Linked DNA regions of Podarcis muralis: region 1 is linked to region 2. The links are chromatin contacts, called in public Hi-C maps. All regions are on one chromosome and are shown on one strand. The core of a region is the stretch at or near the end of the contact, and the rest is flanking DNA. Distances in the headings are between cores, read along the strand shown.

Region 1 (5,086 bases), core at 967-3,466, 260 kb after region 2:
TTGGAAAGGAGGTGGGTAGCATAGTACAGGAGTAATAGTAGAAGAACACTGCTTTCTTTAATCAAACAAGACTTGGGAAACTGAGCAACAGAGGACAGCCTTTGCAGGCAGAAGGTTCCAGGTTCAATCCTTGTTGTCTCCAGGAAGGACTCTTGCCTGAAACCCCCAGGAGCTCCTGTTAGTCAATGTAGACCAGTGTTTCCCAAACTTGAGAGTTGTAATCCAAAGCAGCTGGAAATCCATCATCCCTAGCTAGCAAGACCAGTGCTCAGGGAAGATGAGAATTGTAGTCCAAAAGCAGCTGGAGACCAGAGTTTGGGAAACACTGGTGTAGACAATACTGAGAAATCAACCAATGGTCTGGTATTAAGACGCTTCATCTGCTGCTAGTCTCCTATACCTACTGTACCTACAAACAGGCAACATAATCAATGAACATCACAACCACTACCAAACTCCAGTTTTTCTTTCTCACTCCCTTAACTTCCATGTCTTCAGAAGCTTTCTCACCCCCTGCTGGTTTTACAGCCAAACACTTCCAATGAGTAACTTTACTTCTCATTATGCTCAGTTGAAGGCTTCCTATGCATGGTTTTTTGGGGGGAACACTTAGAAGCAGATCCTGAGGAGGAGTGAGGACACGGCTCAGCAAGGAAAACATCCTCTCACACTTAGGCATTTGTGTAGCTGCTAAGCTCCTTGTTTCTGTATAATCACATATTACCAAAAGGAGAACACATGCTGGTTTTCGCAGCAGCGGCGACAAATATTAAAACGAAAGGCTCATGATAGGCCATAATAACCCTCTCCCATCTGTTCAGTTAATTATCCCAAGAACCTTTATAGAGTCAAGCCGGGAAGGGGAGTTAGGTAAACACGATTGTCTCAGTCTCACCACAATGCAGAAATGTTGCAATTAAAAAGAGGGGGCAGGGAGGGAAAGGAGTCAGGTTGCATTAAAGTCCATTAAAGTAAAATAAAAAAAAACCTAAAAGGCAAGTAGTTACATCATCTGCAGGGTGTTAACAACAGAGGCTACAGCAATGGCTTGTAATTATATACAAACCAATGTGAGTCACCAGAATGGCATGGAAACAGAACAGGCATTCCTGCGAGCAAGAAAATCCCTTACCAGAAGTATCCCAGAGACTGAGTTCTATCCTTTGTGTGTCTATTTCAAAACTGGCCGTGTAATTCTCAAACACGGTGGGGACGTAGTTCTGGGCAAGGAAAGGGAGAAAACACAAATAGTAGATTACCATCTCTTGAAAGTTTGCACCGCGTATCAAACACATCTTTCTTGTAAATTCAATGGGGGGGGGGGAGAGACCACAGAGATTTCAGCCTAAATTGGCCCCTCGCCCTTCTTAATTGTTTAACCATTTCCTAACTACTGAGGGATTGGACCGTTTTCACTGAAAACCAACAAAGCGTTTGAAAATAGGCAACTTACACCAGCGGGATGGGCTCGTGAATTCCAGCGCGGCGCTGAAACCCACGACCTATAAAATACGGAGAGATCTAAGAGCTTCCCTCCACCACCACTGGGCGCGAGGCTTGAACCGGCACTGCCTCAGTGAATGGATCTCTAATTCGAACGCAGAAAGAACGTTCGAGTTCTATCCCGCATTCCACGCGTGGCTCACAATAGGGCACGAGAGAGAGAGAGATCGTCTTAAAGATGCTTTAATTTTTATTTTTTGTGTGTGTGATTCCTGTGAGGGTGGGGGGTAAGCATCCTGGGATCTCTTCTGTGAAAACGGTCTCACCCGCTTTAAACTGGCTTCCCACAGATTTAACAGATAGCGCTGAAAGTTAACTTTAACCAAAAAGAAATCGCAGCGCTCCACTTCGTAAAAGAACCACGTAGCGCTAAATTCCTAGAACTCAGACAAGCGGGTCCACACGTACCTCCGGGAAGCAGTCCTTGGCAAAGACGTGCAGCAGAGCCGTCTTTCCGCACTGGGTATCCCCAACCACGACTATCTTGCACTTCACGTTTTGATTAGGATCCATGATCGATTTGCTGGATAATTTCTGGCTGGCTCTTCTTTCCTTCATTGAGGTGTCCTTAGCCCTTCCCCCCGTCTTCTCTCAAACAAAACCAACGAAATGGCACGATGGGGAGCAGAAACCAAGAAAAGCAGAAGAAACCGCGCGGTTCGCCGCCGTGCGCTCGACAAGTCCTTTCTCTCCCCCCTCCTGCTGCTGCTGCCGCTGCCGCCGCCGCCCCCTCTAAAGTTCTTCCTTCCCTCCTAGCAGGTCCGGCTGCTTGCAAACTGCTTTGTTTCACTCCGCCCTGCCCGGATTTATATGCCCCGCCGCCTTCCAATCCGGAGCTCAAGGAGAGAAAGTAAGCGATCCGCCTCTTGTCCTTTTATGGAGCCTGCAAAGCGCGGCCAAGGAGGCGCCTTCGGCCGGCTGCGACGCGCCCTCTAGGGGAGAAAAGCCACCTGGAGCAAGCGGAGGGAGGGCTCCGCACAAGGAAGGAGGAAGCAGCTTCGGTTTGTTTTAGCTGCTGCTGCTGCTGCTTAGGAACCCGAAGGAAGGGCGAGAGGATATTTTGGCCACGAAACTCGCTCGATCGCGTTCCTTGAGACAGACACTTTCAAGGAGGTGTAGTAGAATCGATAGCCTTATTTCTTTTTTGACTGCCGGGCTTAACTTAACGGCATTTTGTGGCAAAGCTCAGGCCCGGCAAAAATCTCCCCCCCCCCCCCGTCGCAGGACTGAGCCCAGGGATGGGAGAAGCAGGCGCGAGGCAACGTGCCTCTGGTCGCGTGCAGAGTGCATGCCTGCCCCATCCTCACCAGTGAGCAACTGCAGACACACACTATCTCTCCCTCCCTTCCTCCCTCTCCCCCACCCCCTACTCTCTCCTGCACTCCAGACCCCAGCAACACTTTAATGCAGGTATTAATGTCTGTGGGTATGTGCAATTAATTAATTAACTAATTAAATTTACCCTACCAGTATGCTCCCTTTCCTCACCCAAAAGCAGCTGAACCAAGGTATCTGTGGGGAGATTGGTCAGTTCAGTATTTTTATTTACTTGATTGGGGGTGGGGTGGAGGGCAGCTACGCCCAGGGCTGCACATGGAAGGCTTTGAAGCAAAGTGGGGTTTTCATTGGAATCAGAGTGTTGGGGTGAACCGCTTTGGAAAGAGAATTATCTGCTGAAATGTACATACATGCAGCCAAGCCACATCCTTATAGTGAGGAGAGTATTTCAGAAAAATGCTGATGAACTAGGAGTGCAACTCTTCCCCAGTTGACCTAGGGTCCTGCATTAATTAAGTATTTTTATTTATTTACTTATTTTTTCGGGGGGGGGGAGCTGCCCATGGTGGTGGTGGAAAAGGCTACAAGCCAAACAGGACAAGCTCTGAGGAGTTGTGTTTGGGAAAGGGATTCCAAGGGGGGAGGAGACTTTTTGCAGATATATTAAAGTGAAAGGCGTATCTCTTAAAGGAACTGACCATCAGATACAGCAATGTAATCTGATACCACCACGGCTGATAAAGTCTCTCAGAGCTTCTACTATACTGTAGTAAATTTGCTGGCCTTTAAAGTGTCATTAGACTGTTGTTGTTTTGTTTCGTTACAATGTTTTGTTATTCCCATAGTGGATATGGTCCTCCTGTATAGCTGTTTGGTAAAGTCGTTCTGCAAAGCGCAAGCTTGATTATGCTTAAAGTGAGACAAAATATATTCTTTATAAGCTGAGGAAAGGGAAAGAATAAAATGTATTCAATCAGTGCAGGAGCTTAGAATGGGAAAACAGTTCTCAAACTGGCGAAGTGTGTGAATCAGTTATTCTTCTGCTATTTTCAGATAAAAGAGGGAGAAAAATTTCTTTGGCAGATTTGCCAAAAATAAATGAGAAGAATGAACTTTGCTAAGATAAGGAAAGCTGGGTAATCTCCACCTATCCAGGAAGTGCCTCTCGTGTCAATGTAATCAGCCCTTTTCTAGGTCCAGTTATACGAAGATGTTGCACAATGCAAAGTCTGCTGTCTCCCTCCCTCCTCAGGAAGTAAATCTTTTCAGGAAGTAAATCTTTTATGTCATTGTTACTGAGCACATACGATTCCTGATCATTTCTCTTGAAGCATCATTCTTTTCATGCCTGTGACGCTTACAGCTGATTCATATACCCGCTGTATGTGACTAAAGTCACATGTAGTGGCCACTAAAATGGTGCTTTGAAATTTGACATATATTGGTTCCCTGCCTACGGTCTGTCAGTCATGTGTACCAGTGGCTTTACAGATAAAGGCCAAGCATTTTTGCATCCCCATCAAATCCCACTGTAAAATGTGGGTTGGATAGGCAGTGTGATTAAAAATGTGGTCCTGCACATGATTGCTAGGGGAGAAGGGATGCCTCCATAGGTTTGGAGACAATTTTGTACCTCTCGTTTCATCTTCTGGTTTCCTTGAGGGAACCAGGGCTAGTGCTGGGGTACTGTGCTATGTAGTTTTTTCTCTCCACCTTGCATTCCTTTTTCCTTTTCTGCCTGGTACTTTCTTTGCTACCAGTTGTTGTCTGTGTTGTATGAATGGACCTTTCCCCTTTCCCTAAATGTTTGATGTCCAACTCCAGAAATGTACTGTGGAACCTTGGTTCTCGAACAGCTTAGCTGATGAACAAATTGGCTCATGAATGCTGAAAACCTGGAAGTAAGTGTTCCGGTTTTTGAACGTTTTTTGGAAGCCGAACATCCGATGCAGCTGTTGGCTATTGTTTACAGGGCACCTGTGCCAATCGGAAGCTGTGCCTTGATTTTCGAATGTTTTGGGAGTCGAACGGACTTCCAAAATGGATTAAGTTTGAGGTTCCACTGTATCCTCTTCAATGTAGGGGAGGCTCTGTCACTTAAATCACTGTTTACCACTGTGGTGAATCTGTGAAAATGCCCCAGACATTATGCTTGAAATAAACAAAAGAGGATTTCCTCTGTAATGTGAACATTTAAAGGAGGCTACTGTTCATCTAGGAACGTGGGTGGCACTGTGCGTTAAACCACAGAGCCTAGGACTTCCCGATCAGAAGGTCGGCGGTTCGAATCCCCACGACGGGTTGA
Region 2 (5,602 bases), core at 3,060-5,559:
GTGCATGGTAGAGATTCTATCTCACCCTATTTCCACAAACAGAAAAGGACCTCTGAAGCCCTTAAGGAAGGTCCATTCATGGTTTTTATAGGCATATCAGTTTATATGATGAAAAATAGTAATTCCAATTCAACTTTGAATGGTGCAACATTTCATACAGTTGTAAATGTTCAGGCTTAAATGTGCTATTGTATCAAAGCCTAAGTTTTGAACCCAGAATATGAGCTTTGAAAAATGTATTAATGCTGTCATTATTATTCAAAATGCATATGCTCTGCCTCTCTCATTATATCTGTAAGCTATCTGAGCCAACAGAAGTCTACAATAAGGAAATCTGTATAACTGATTTAAGATCACACTGGCTACACTCCTGCATATGTTCCTTTTCCTTTTTGTTTCATTTATTTTAGACTGTAGGCCTGCATGAACTGTCTTATCTTTTAATCCCTGAACAACCTGTAGAAAACTGTCGGCGTTTCATATGTGATAAATAATTTGTTGTTAAATCTAACAGAAATAAATAAGATGTAACCAACTTAACTCTTAGTCCACAAGCCTACATACACTTTGGGAATGAACGCGGTAGGACTGACTTCCGAGTACACCCACAAAGGATTGGGTTGCACTAGTTTCTACAATTACGGCCTTTATAATTTATAGGCTGATGCCTAAGAACTGTGGGGAGTGTTCCTCAAGAGGAACAGGATTTGCCTTCCCAGACACCTCCCAAAGCAGCAGCAGATGCTGGGCTGAAGGGAGAAACTGGTCAAAACACCTTCCATGCACACAAGAAGCCCATAGGATCCAATCCCACATCTTTACAGGCCCACACCCTCCAAATTCTTGTGTGTACCAAACCCAATGTTTTAGGTATTTATAGGACACTGGAAAATTCAGTTTGCCAATGAATAATCCAGTGTTCTAGGTATTTCAGTAGTGATGCAAATTACTTCCTAAAACATTCCATATTAGGAAGCCACACATCTTTTTTTTTTTACCTATCTAGTACAGTTCAGTAGTGCATCATGATTTACATCATACTAAAATATATACACCAGTCTAAGTGTTTCCATTTTTGACTTCACAGGTTTATACATCAAGAAACTTCATAAAGCACTATTCATATGTCATGTCACATAAGCTAAGGAACAAGAATAGAAACAGGAACACACTTAGAGACATTTGTATGGCATTCTTAACAAACACTGAAAACAGCAATATTACTTACAGTGGCCATTTGCATGGGTATCTTCGTCTAAAGATTTTTCCTAAAACAGAGACATACACACCAGAGTGGCTGGTCAGACACGTTGGGCCTGAGCTGCAACTTGTTAAGGATCCATGCCCAAACACTTCCGAGAACTGCCTGAACCAGCTGTTAGAACCTGTGCAAAACAAACCAGAACAATGTTTTTTTTTTCACTTTACCACAAAACTACAAAGGGATGCAGATATTATTTTGCTTCAGCAGGAGGGGAAAGTGTATGTCAATAGCTTATAAATTGTTGCATGACTACAGTTTTGGAATTTACATTCAGTTAAACATCTAAATCTCTAGCCTTTCCATTGTGCAGAGAATTTTTTTAATGGTAATGCAAACCTTAAAAAAAGCAGGCTCAGAAAGTAAAGAAACCTGTTTGTAAAATTTACACCCTGTTCAATTGGAGATCTGTCTTTGTCACCTCCAGAGCACTAGTTAAACACTGTCCATGTGAATTTTAAATTCTTTTAAAATTTCAACACTAAAGTTGAAACACAAAAAGGAACTTGTGATTCTGAGATGCTAACGCATACTACTTTTGAATAATTTCCTTGAAACTCTTGACAGATGGGAACTTATTTCTCTTTCACGCTTCCTTTTTAACACTGGCACACATTGCAGGCAATTCACAAGCTGCAGATGCCTGAAAAACTCTTTTAGGTTGTTAAGAGATCTGACCATTCTGGTGCCCATGAAAACAATTTTGAAGAGGACTAGGACAGCTTCATGATGACAAATGGGAAGAGACAAGAAACCAGAAACCTCCTTGCCCAATAACCCATTTTCTCCCCACCTCACTGCCAGGTAAAATTACCATTGCTGGCTTCACTCCCTTTAACCACCCCAGAATCAGGTTTCTTTCCAATCTCCTATACAGTACATACACAAAAAAATGTGGTGCTGTTTTCTGCCTCATGCTTAGCCAGTGCACACCTCGGGCCGAAGTGATGCATTAGGGGCTTTCTTTTTTATTTTATTTAGATGATGATCGCCCCAGACCCTCCAAGTGACCCTATTTTCCAGGGACCTTCCTGAGTTTACAGAAGCTGTCCCGGTTTCTGACTTGATCCCGGAATGTCCTGCTTTTCCTTAGGATGTCCCTATTTTCATCAGAGAAACGTTGGAGGGTATGGAGTTAAGTGACACCCCCCAGCCAAAGAGATAAGTACCTATACAACATTTAGAAGACATCTGAAGGCACCCTATATAGGGAAGTGGTGGTTTTTGTTTTTTTTAATGTTTAACGTTAACCAGGCCTTTGGTTGATCCGATTTACATCCTATGCCATTTTAAAATGTGTTGGGGTTTTTTGTGTGGAGGGGAGGTGTTACTGGGTTGTTGTTTCAATTTTTATTAGGTATTTTGTGGTTTTATAGCTTGATTTTATTCTGTGAATTGCCCTGAGACCCCAGGGTATAGAGCAGTATATAAATTCAATAAATAATAATAATTTTGTTTTTATGTATGTTAGAAGCCGCCCTGGGTGACTGGGGCAATCCAGTCTGAAGGGCGGAGTATATAAATAATATTTTTTTATAATTATTAGTTGAATTTATATACCGCCCTATACCTGGAGGTCTCAGAGCAGTTCACAGAATAATAATGATAAAAATTATTATTATTATTATTATTATTATGGAGAAGGACATCCCTATTTTCATCGGAGAAACACTGGAAGAGACGCAACTCTTTCTAACAACAAAAGCAACAAGGGACCTTGGACTTGCAGTAGCTGCTGCGCAAATACGGGAGGCTCCCCGGTCCTGCCACTGGGCGGCTGTTCACTGCTGGCCAGTGAGGATCCCACCTGCATCAGTGCTGGATTTATGTACTGTATAAGCTAAACATGCTATAGCTTAGGGCCCCGCTCTCTTTGGGGCCCCAAAAAAATTAAAGGAAAAAACCTGGATGTACATTTCCAAAATGTAAGAGCTCCCGTTGCTCAGTCCCTGCTCCTGTGAGCCTAGAAGTTCGAAAGCACCTCAAAGTGCAAGTAGATAAATAGGTACCGCTCCGGCGGGAAGGTAAACGGCATTTCCGTGCGCTGCTCTGGTTCGCCAGAAGCGGCTTAGTCATGCTGGCCACATGACCCGGAAGCTGTCTGTGGACAAACGCCAGCTCCCTCGGCCAGTAAAGCGAGATGAGTGCCGCAACCCCAGAGTCATTCGCAACTGGACCTAACGTTCAGGGGTCCATTTACCTTTTTTTAAGATAAAAAAACAAATACAGTGGTACCTCTGGTTACATACTTAATTCGTTCCAGAGGTCTGTTCTTAACCTGAAACTGTTCTTAACCTGAAGCACCCTTTAGCTAATGGGGCCTCCCACTGCCACCGGAGCACGATTTGTGTTCTCATCCTGAAGCAAAGTTCTTAACCCAAGGTACAATTTCTGGGTTAGCGGAGTCTGTAACCTGAAGCGTCTGTAACCTGAAGCGTATGTAAAATAAAACCTACATACAGCAAGTCTTTTGCGTTGTGTATGGACCTATTAGGTCCATAGATTACCATATAGCATATATTCAACACAAAAAACAGCGACAATTTGTTGTTGACAAATTATAGCTGGACATATGAAGGGCCCCATTACCTTCAGTAGCTTAGGGCCCCATCAAACCTAAATCCAGCCCTACACCTGCTCCCCAACCCCCGTCTGGGGTCCAAGGGCGACGGGATGGTTTGAGACTGGGAACTGAAGCGGCTAGTCCGCATTGAGGAGCCGTGTGCGTAGGGACAGCGCTTATCTGAAGGGGAGGCGGTGGGGGGGGCGAAGGTGGGAGCGGGGCCTGAGGACGCCTCTGGCCCAAAGCTTAAGCGGGGGGGGGGGTGTCGGGAAGTTCCATTTGGCGGGGGGGGGCAGCTGGAGGGAGGGAGACGCGGCTGACCGGGCTCGTTACCTCTTTTTCTTTTCACGTTCTGTTTGTTCCTGTAAAATGGCAACCCCCGGGCCAAAGCAATCGATCCTCGCCTCCGTCGCTTCCAAAGGGTGGTGGGAGGGGGGGAAAGAAAGAGGGAAAAGGTGTCGGCGGGGAGAGAAAACGAGACGCTCGACGCGCGACTCCTCCCCCCTTTTTTTTCCTGCTTAGCCGGCTTGCGGGCAGGCCGGAGCAATCGAGCCGACGTCTCTAATGACGGAGCAGCCGGCTGACAAGGAGGGAGAGAGAGAGATTGTCGAATCCTCGAAAGGGCTTGCCTAGTCGAGTGCTTCCGCGTCGATGCGGAGAGTGGGCGGAGTCAGCAGAGAGGCTTTGCCCGCCCCGGTTGGTTGGTGCAGTTTTGTTTAAGGCGCGCGGGGTGCAAAAGAGGCGCAACCCGAGTGGAGTAACTGGGTAGCCTCCGGAGCAGCTTCTCAGCCCAGTGGTTTGCTTTCCGTATCAGAAATTATTTTCTTTTCTTTCTTCTTTTCCCTCCCAGAGGGGCTGACAGTGTTAGGGTGTTTCCACATGGTTTGCAAATGGGTAGCTGAGATATTATTGCAAACGGGACATGCACAATTTTTGTTTCACTTATCTCCTTGCAAAAAGAGGGATACATCCGCATTAAATGGTTAAAAAAAATGGGGTGGCGTTTTAATGGCAAGGACGTCCTGTGAACACTGCAACACACAAACACAGGTGTATACACATCTTGTATGCGTGGGAACCTAGGCTACAATAAATGCCTGCTTGGAAGCGCCTTCAGGTTGTGTCGCAGCAAAAGATCTTTAAGCACCCAGGATACTATTATTTATTATTATTTATTAAACTTGTTGCTTTATCTTGCCAAAATGCCTTACAAATAAAAACAATACCCACCCCCAATAGATACATTAAAACCAACCGGAAACAAACAAACAATAGACAAAAAACATCCCACTATGGCAGATACTATGGCATCTTCCGCACACCTTTCCAAGTGTGTTTTCAGCTGCGGCAGCCCATTCCTGCCAGTGGGTGGTAGTGCAAGGCTGTTCGGTCCTTGTTTTCTACAAGCATAGACCATTCCTTTCCCGAAGGTTTCTCACCTGCTACTTATTTCACCTTGCAGAGCATGTGCCCAACTCACAAAGAGTGGCAGGATTTTAAAACTTGTTTTTTTTAAAATGGTCAGCCTGCAGGAAGTGCTGCTTGTTGTGGAATCGTCCTGAATTTCTTTGTGCAGTTTGCTCAGACACCAGCCATCTCTGGCAACCCATTGCTGGCCTGTAATTCTGCATCCCTTTGCACTTGAGGAGACTCATTTGGTGTATTATATGCATGCAATGTAGGTGTGTGTATGTGTGTGTGTACACACACACACGAATTGGCATTAGCAACTCTTATTTAACATGCACAAACTTCACTTGTCAAACAAACTGGTGCAA

Evidence for each region. Hi-C and Micro-C count contacts between places; a contact is called where the count stands out from the background.
Region 1: a Hi-C map of tail shows a contact between it and region 2, with 4 times the contacts expected there. The contact joins the promoter of RND3 here to the promoter of MMADHC in region 2. A contact is called at or near these places in 2 of 3 Hi-C or Micro-C datasets (blood and tail).

Annotation. Positions count from the first base shown.
Region 1 is chr1:102,181,609-102,186,694 of rPodMur119.hap1.1, forward strand. RND3 (Rho family GTPase 3) reads right to left here and starts at 2,217. Exons shown (of 5, transcript XM_028745750.2): 1 at 1,912-2,217; 2 at 1,133-1,220. The coding sequence starts at 2,061. It overlaps LOC144329184 (a long non-coding RNA gene), which reads left to right and starts at 2,426. Exons shown (of 4, transcript XR_013394603.1): 1 at 2,426-2,616.
Region 2 is chr1:101,919,979-101,925,580 of rPodMur119.hap1.1, forward strand. It overlaps MMADHC (metabolism of cobalamin associated D), which reads right to left and starts at 4,310. Exons shown (of 8, transcript XM_028745724.2): 1 at 4,158-4,310; 2 at 1,229-1,385. The coding sequence starts at 1,243.